Linked DNA regions of Triticum aestivum: region 1 is linked to region 2. Evidence: chromatin contacts called from public Hi-C data. All regions are on one chromosome and are shown on one strand. The core of a region is the stretch at or near the end of the contact, and the rest is flanking DNA. Distances in the headings are between cores, read along the strand shown. Region 1 holds the start of LOC123043975 (probable protein phosphatase 2C 65). Region 2 has its middle 75 kb from the start of LOC123040865.

What was found. Hi-C and Micro-C count contacts between places; a contact is called where the count stands out from the background.
Region 1: a Hi-C map of leaf shows a contact between it and region 2, with 5 times the contacts expected there. The contact joins the promoter of LOC123043975 here to the enhancer-like site in region 2. A contact is called at or near these places in 3 of 5 Hi-C or Micro-C datasets (all in leaf) and 1 of 1 datasets of contacts at active chromatin or transcription factors (leaf).

What each region holds. Positions count from the first base shown.
Region 1 is chr2B:146,809,096-146,813,157 of IWGSC CS RefSeq v2.1, forward strand. LOC123043975 (probable protein phosphatase 2C 65) reads left to right here and starts at 2,480. Exons shown (of 5, transcript XM_044466592.1): 1 at 2,480-3,563. The coding sequence starts at 2,655.
Region 2 is chr2B:146,661,072-146,665,454 of IWGSC CS RefSeq v2.1, forward strand. No RefSeq gene overlaps it. Among protein-coding and RNA genes, the nearest start is that of LOC123040865, 75 kb to the left of the region's middle. Within about 2 kb of position 1,525, at least 3 of the 8 cell types and tissues checked have an H3K27ac peak or open chromatin away from gene starts, as enhancers often do. A contact at or near this core is called in leaf, where this site is marked.

The DNA.
Region 1 (4,062 bases), core at 1,230-3,729, 150 kb after region 2:
CTCTTCTTCCGCGTCGCGGGGCCACTCCCTCTCTGGCTCTCCAAGCCCACGCACGTGCCACACCGCGTCCGTCGCGCCCGCCGTTGCCATCACGCTCGCCACAGCCACCGCACCACTGTGCCCAGCGCGACGCACACCCTGGTCGCGCGTCACACTCTCGCTGGCTGCGCTCGCCCCGTCTGCTGCAGCCTATCCCTTCGCTCACCCCGCTGTCACGCCCCTGCCTCGCGCCGCCTCCTGTCGCGGCCATCTTCTGCCGGCCGCCCCTTAGCCACGCCGGCCGCATCTTTGCCCCCCACCATCGGCCGCTCGCCTCGCCTGCTGCATGCTTCTTCCTGCTGCTATGCGCTGCTCTACCACTGGTACGCTGTTGTGCCATGCCCTCGACACCGTCGTGGACAAACGTGGCGGAGGGATTGTCAATGGAGTACGAGGAGGAGGTGGCGGAGAAGGTGTGGAGAGGCAAGAGCTCTAGGGTGGCGTCAGCTGACTATGGTGGAGGTGATTATGCGATAAGGAGCCGGAGCGGAAGGAGAGGTCACAATTGGAAAGAATCACAAAAAAAATCATAACCCGGAGATCTCATTCCAAAAAAATGCTAATATCGATGGAGGGGTGATTTCCTTCAATAGGTGGGAAACATAGGAAATATTGGATGTTATCAAGGAAAGGTAAAAATTTAGGAAAGTTAGGATTTTGAACTGATTTCTATGCAAATGAGGTTTTATTGTTTGGTAACATGATATCAGTACCTGCCTGTTTGTGACGTGTCTGATTAGAAAAGTTTGCAAATGTTAAGAAACTATTTATTGGGAGGAAAGTTTGTGACGTGTATGTTATTTGTTTCCTAAAACAAATTTCACTAATGAGAGAAATCGATTGATTTAGATAAGTTAGGAAAGTTAGATTCAAATCTATTATTTGTTTCTTAAAATTTTGTTATTTGTTTCCTAAGACAAATTGAATCAATAAAAGGAATCGATTGATATGAATAATTTAAGGAAGTTAGATCCGTGATTTGTTATATGTTAGGAAAGTCCTGATTTTAATAAAGAGTGGAGAGAAAAATAAACCGATGAACCAGGATGGGAGGGGGTGGTGGGAAGAGAGACGGGAAAAAATCAGCGAAAATAAACCGTGGAGACTATTCACCAACTGCTCCAATAGGAGTAGAGATTAGAATATATCCTGCTGGAACGCACCGACATTGTCCTAGTCTATTTTTCTATCTATCTATCTATCTATCTATACTTACTTACTTAAAAAGGAATGCAAGGTTTCATGTTTCACTTTTCTTTCCACCACGCCTTCACTTAATTTACTTACCTTCTGAACCAATTTCACTTTAGTTGACTTACAAAATTTCTCATCAAAATATAAGGTCATCATGGGTAGAACTTGATAAATATTTATTTACACAGTCGCATTAATATAAGCACTCGTAATGAAACTTTCCCCGGATATTGTGATCCATATTTATAACCCGTTACAACGCACGAGCATTGTCCTAGTGCACAATAAAAAATTGAATTACTGGAGCAAACACAATATTAGATTATGTTTTTGTATTTCACCCATCTGGCAAGTTGAGGTGAACCCTACGATAAAAAACCTACTAGTTTGTGTGAATATTTCCCTCCCGCCGGGAAATCTAACTAGAGAATCGTCCTGCTTGGCATTCCATAGAGACCATATGCGCAGACCTGGTATATTTTCAATAGTATCCCTCTTCTGAAAAAACTAACCCAAGACCCATCCACCTTAGGGCATCTCCAACAGCTCCTATCTAAAAAATAATCACCATTTACTGGATGCTGGGTCAACAAACCCTCCCGAACAGTTCCATAAATTGACCATAACTTTAGAGGATCCCGTAAAATTGGTTCTTTCTTCCCGCTAAAATTTTGGCGGGACAGTAACCACCTAAAACCTCACCACGCCCTACCCTCAATGCCAGAATCTCGCGGGAGCGCCGCCGCCTCACGCCATCAGCCACTTCATTGCCTCGTGCCGCCCTTCGCTGGCTGTCGTCACGAGTGTCATGGATTGACGGGCCATAAATTGACATTATCTTGAGATTGACGAAGTCGCCATAGACGCCTTGATAGTCGACGAGAACGTCTTCTCCCACTGAACGCACATCGCCGAAAGCCCTGGAATAAATTCAGAAAAATGCGAGCACCTATGTCTAGGTCTAGGACTTAACCCTGGTGGGCCGAGGATATCGCTGCCCTTCTAACCATCCAACCACATGTTGGTTTGCTAAGGGAGCTGTTTTTGGAGTTTCTCTTGGAATGCCACATAGCTAATCCATTTTCGACCGCATTTACTCCCGCAAGCCAAGTGTATGGTGCTGATTTATACAAAATCTCAAAGATACACAAGCTGCCAGGTGGCACAAGCCTCACTCTCACCCTCTTCCCTTTTGCAGTCTGGCCTACGGGCAACAGGAAAACCCCCAGCATTTTTGCGCCGGCCATCGCCACTTTTCTACACTCCCGTGGCCGCGGTGTGGAGTCGCGTTTGAATCATTCAATTCCATTCCACCCAACCTCTCCCATCCTCCATCCTTCCCCTCCCCTTCCATTCCTCCAAACTCCCATCCCCCACCCCGTCCATCACGCGCCCACACCCCCAAACCCTAGCCCCACGCGATGGGGTGCGCGCACGGCAAGTGCTGCCTGCCGCGGGGCGACGGCGGGGGGCGGCGGGAAGGCGGCGGCGTGCCGGGCGGCCGCGGCGGCTCCACCCTCGGCCGCGCCGCGGTGCCGGGCGCGGGCCTCGCGCTGGAGTACGCCACGCTGACGGTCGACGGCCTCTACCCGGACTCCCCGGGCCGGGAGACGCAGGACGCGTACCTGGTGGCCACGCGCTTCGCGGGGGACCCCGATCTCCACCTCTTCGCGGTCTTCGACGGCCACGGCGCCTGCGGGGCCGCCTGCTCCGGGTTCGCGCGGGACGCGCTCCCGCGCCTCCTCCTCCTCGCGGCCGAGGACGACGGCGCCGGCGGGAGCCTCCTCAGCACGGACCCCGCGGGGGCGTTCCGGGCGGCGATGATTGGGGTCAACGAGGAGATGCACGCGGCGCCGGCCGTGGACGACTCCATGAGCGGGACCACCGCCGTGGCCGCGCTCGTGGCCGGCGGCGCGCTCCACGTGGCCAACGTCGGGGACTCGCGCGCCGTGGCCGGGGTCTGGCGCGACGGCCGCGTCGCCGCCGAGGAGCTGTCGTGGGACCAGACGCCGTTCCGCGCCGACGAGCGCGCGCGCGTCAAGGCCTGCGGCGCGCGGGTCATGTCCGTCGAGCAGGTGGAGGGCGTGCGCGACCCGGACGCGGAGGGCTGGCTCGCCGACGAGGGGGACCCGCCTCGCGTCTGGGCCCGCGACGGGCTCTACCCGGGCACGGCCTTCACGCGCAGCCTCGGCGACCTCGCCGCCGAGGGCGTCGGGGTCATCGCCGACCCTGAGGTGAAGACCGTGGAGATCACCCCGGCCCACCTCTTCTTCGTCGTCGCAAGCGATGGCGTCTTCGAGTTCCTCTCCAGCCAGGAAGTCGTCGACATGGTGATGATTTCCCCCCTATTTAATTTCCTTGCCCCTTTGCGTTCGCTGAGGTGATCCATCTGGAAGTTAGTGTTTTACCTACCGTATACAGTATTCTTGGAAAGAAATTCGTACTGTGTGCCTGTAAACTTCTAGTGTGGTGAAACTGGTTAGCAAGTAGTAGTAGTAAATTGGTAATTAGCAGGGTGCATTTTTGCTTGAATGACTCTCAGGCACAACACCAGTTACTCATTATATTGATCCATGTCTGATTAACTAGAGCCTTGATTTAAAGCTTTGGATCTTGGAAGTAGCCAATGATAGTGAACCAACTTCTAGTGTGGTGAATGTAGGCAGCAATTAGTAAATTGGTAATTAGGAATGACTTTCAATTACAACACCAGTTACTCATATTTGTTGATTTGTTCGATTAACCTAGAGCCTTGATGTAAAGCTTTGGATTTGGAAAGTAGCCAATAGTAGTGAACCAACTGGCTTACCATGAATTCCCATTCCCTCA
Region 2 (4,383 bases), core at 275-2,774:
TTCTTTTTTGCCTTGACCGTCACTTCCCAATGCCCGCGAGGTGTGTTGTGTTGAGAGTGTTAGAGACTTGTGCTATCACTTTCTCCTCCGGCAAACACAACTGTGACCGCGGACACGGTCCCATTGTGGGGCAGCCGGGCTACTCTCGTCGTCGCCCATGCATACGGGCGCGGGCGCCGGCAAGCTCCGAGCGGGACGCGCGCGGTGACTCGCAGCACGAGGGTGATCGGGTATCGCGATGCGAGCGTATGGCAGCCGTGCCGTGCCGTGTGGAGCGTACGTGCACGTCCATGTCCATCTTTTCAACCCGAATCCTCCTTGAATTGGTTCCGTGATGTGCTTCGTCACGAGCGTGACATGACCCTCCCTCCCCGCAGAAACTAGCCCAGCAATTGAAGTCGCCGGCCGGGCGGCCTCGCGTCCGTGACAGGGGAAAGGGACGGGGCGGCGCGCTGGCGTTGCCGAACCGAGCGGCCCATGCCCGTGGCCGTGCGCGCGCGCCCTGGCAGAGGCGGCTAGGCAAGCCAGCGCACGCGAGCCGCGTGAGTGACTTGCAAGGTGTCATGGGCACTCGACGGGCGACAGATCGACTGGGATCGTGAGGGGTACGATCAAACCATCACGCCGAATGCATGAGACACGCGGTGCGTAGAACCATGGATCGGTCGGTCAGCCGTCGGCAGTTCGGAGCTCCGCCAGAAAGTTCGATCACGTGCACGCTGATCGTGCATGGTCTAGTACGCCTTGCAGCCAAGGCCTAGGCATGGTCGATGCGCCGCCGTTCAGTGCTTGCAAATATGTCCCGATAACCTAATCGGCGACCTGGCTTTCAAAAAAGGCACATACTCCTCCAGAACAACGTATTTTTTCGAGAAGGGGTATACCCCAGAAGTATTTTTTTCACATGCAAATGCAAAGAAGTAGTGGTAAAAATACATGGACGTGGACATAATATTATCTTTTTTAAACATTAGTACAGACACGAGCTGACGAGCGCTCATATACACGCGCATACACTCACCCCTATGAACACACACACGCACACTCTATTCGTATGAGCACCTCCGAAAGACTGATCTGACATATCATCTTTGAAATTTACGAAATCACCTCGTCGTCGACAGAGACGTCTCCTCCCACTGAACACGCAACGCCGGAAATCCTGCAATAAATTCAAAAATAAATGCGAGCATCAAAATTTAAACCCACAATCCTCAAACCATTCAACCACAAGTTAAGTTTGATTCGACGTAGTAATATTCTCGAATCGTTCCTTGCTATCACAACGAACGGATTCTCTGAATAGAACAACGTAGCCACCGTACGCAACGAAGGCGTGTTGGAATCTTGGCTCCCGTGCCGTCGGCCTCGACGAGGTTGGAGCGTAGCGCGCGTCGCTACTCGCCCGGCACTCATTCCCCCTCCACAACTCGCCAAGCGACGAACCTTTCTCCGATCTTTTCCGCTTTTAGATTTTAGTTAGCGCCGTACGTGCATTACGCCGTTGCTTTCTGCTGCAAGAAGGGCTATGCTGCATACGGCGCCGAAGCAGTCCCAGTCCGGTCCTAGAAGACAAGATCGCCTAGGACGGCCTGGAAAGCGAAACCAGAGCTTGCGCGAAAACTACGTCGCCGGGCGGCGCCATCGCCGTGACAACGGACGCAATTTATTCTTTCTTTTCCTCTTGGATGGACATGGACATCGCGACGGTGCATCGGCGTTGGCATCGAAAAAGTGTTTGCCGGGCGGGCGCGCGCGTCGACCGGCGGGTTCGTGAATGGCCGCGGGGACTCGGGACGCGACGCAGCGCGACATGGCCGATTGTGAGCCGCCGGTTACCAGAGGAGCACCTGGATTGTTTAGAGCTAAACTAGCTTCGGAGGTGTGACCGTGTGACACCGGAGTATGGGACTTCCCTCGTAGCCACGTGACGGCATGCCAACTTGCCAAGAATAGAAAAGGCTATGACACGATCAACTATTCCGGAATGTATGGTATGGTACTACTTGTTTTGTCCCGTCACATTTAGAAACACGTTATTCTTTTTCTCCGCAAGGGTTAGGTCGCCTTCGTTGTCATCGATTTTCTCTTCTTTTGAACATGCAGACGCCCACATGCACACGCAAACGCGGACCCTATAAACGCACCCACGCACAGCTATTTTTATGGACATCTTCAAGATACTGGCCGGCATATCATCTTAAAATTAATGAAATTATCACAGATGCCTCCATAATCATTAGTAATGTACTAACGTCTCCATCTCATCGAACGGTAGAGCCAGGGAAATAGAACGAGAAGGGCCGAGTGTGGCAAATCCTTGTTAGGGAGGGCCAGCTAGTTAGAACACACCACTTTCTCTTTCCTCCTCCACAAAAAAAGCTCTTCTCACGCTGGCGCCGCCAGCGGTCCGTCCCATCTCCAATGGCCTCTAGGCCATGGATGTGCGGAGCATCTCAGCCCCTCGCTGCTGGGAGTGACCCATTCTTGTTGTTTTTAGATTCAGCGTCTTGGTTGGCATTGTGTAGCGGCACGATGTCCCTTAGTAGGAATAATGCCTCCCACGCTCCATCCCCATCCCGATGGTGCATCTAGCATCCTTGGAGGGCATGTGAAGGTTTGTCTTCGTTGGATCTTGCGGGATTCGGTCGATGCTAGTCTTCGGTGGATCTATTTGGATCCGGTCTTCGTTCGTCTTCGTTTAGGTGTTTACAGGTTTGATGCTTTTGATCTACGACTTTCTTCATCGGCGTTGGTTGATAATCTGGTGCGTTGGTCCTATGGGGCCTTAGCACGACGACTTCCCGACTGTCAACTACAACAAATGTTTGCCCAGCTCCGGTAGGTGAGGGGCGATGACGACGGTGCACATTCGGCTCGGTCCAGTGCTTGTAGTCGTCGCTAGGTGGTCCACGAACATGATTGTAATTTGTATTAACTTTATTGTTCTTTGTACTGCCATGATTGAAGATGTATAGATTGGAAGTTTCTTGAAAAAAAAAAGAATACGCCACTCTAACAACAATTACTCATCAATGAACATGCATATTAGGCTCAACACAATAATGTTTGGGGGCAGGGCCCTGCTGGTCTCCCTATCTTCATCACTGGCATTAAATAAACATCGTCCAATAGCTTGAAATAAACCTAGAAAAATGTGAACAAGATAGATTTATAAGGGATAGAGTATTCTAAATAATTAGTAAAACGAATAAAAGTCTGACGGTTGGCAATATGAACCCTCTCACTCCTTGGCACCTATGCAGATGTTTTTTTCTAAAAAATAGCTAACTCGGGTATACGTTACTCTTACGGTAAATTATACCAGCAATATATTAATTCAACAAGGATTTTCTCAATATACTCTCTACTACTTAAAAAGCAGGCTATTTTTTCCCTGTCGACTGAATGTTTCATTTGCCGATTCTCTCCGCTCCCACCATATTTCTTCATCAATTTTTTTCATCCAGCTTTCTTTTTCTTCCATCATGCCCTTTGTCCGCACCTTCTAGGTATGCTAAGTAATCATCTTAATTTATTTATCTTCTAAAGTAATTACACCTTAATTTACTTACCAAACTTTTTTTTATCAAACTATGAGATAATCGCAGGCAGATTTGGTAATCATTTACTTACACAATTGTATTAGTATGGACATGTAGATCACAAACCAACAAACTATAATATCTATATCCAATTGCAACAAGCAGACATTGTCCTAATCTCTTATCTCTCATCTTTTATACTATTTAAAAAGAATGTAACTCTACTCCTAAGGGGAAAGTTGGTAGTCTCTTCTCACAGGTTTACTTTTGCTTCCGCTCCCACCACCTCCACTTCTTTATTTTTTCCTCACCTCCAACCATCCCCTTCTATTATAAAACGAAATCTCATTAAAGGGGATCTTGTTTTGTGCTTACTTTGGCAGGTGTTAATTCCATTCAATCACGTAAATAAATAGGTAATTAAGAATTCAGAAATCACACACCATATATGTGAGATCACCTTTCTAAAAGACAGACATAAGATTTTTCTCGATTACCTTTCAAAACAAAATAATATATTCCTCAATGTGCTGCCATTTATTATTATCATTATCTCTACTATAAATGACAATCATAACTTTCCTAATACAACAAAAATAACATATCTTTTTTATTTTATCAAATCACATATCTACTCCTAATGGAGGAGTCCGTACGTCGTTTAGTTGGTTCGTGTTGCGTCTTGAGCTTGTGTTGGTTTTCCTTGAAGAGGAAAGGGTGATGCAGCAATAGTAGCATAAGTATTTCCCTTAGTTTTGAGAACCAAGGTATCAATCCAGTAGGAGGCTTCTCAAAAGTCCCACGCACCTACACAAACAAACAAAGAACTCGCAACCAA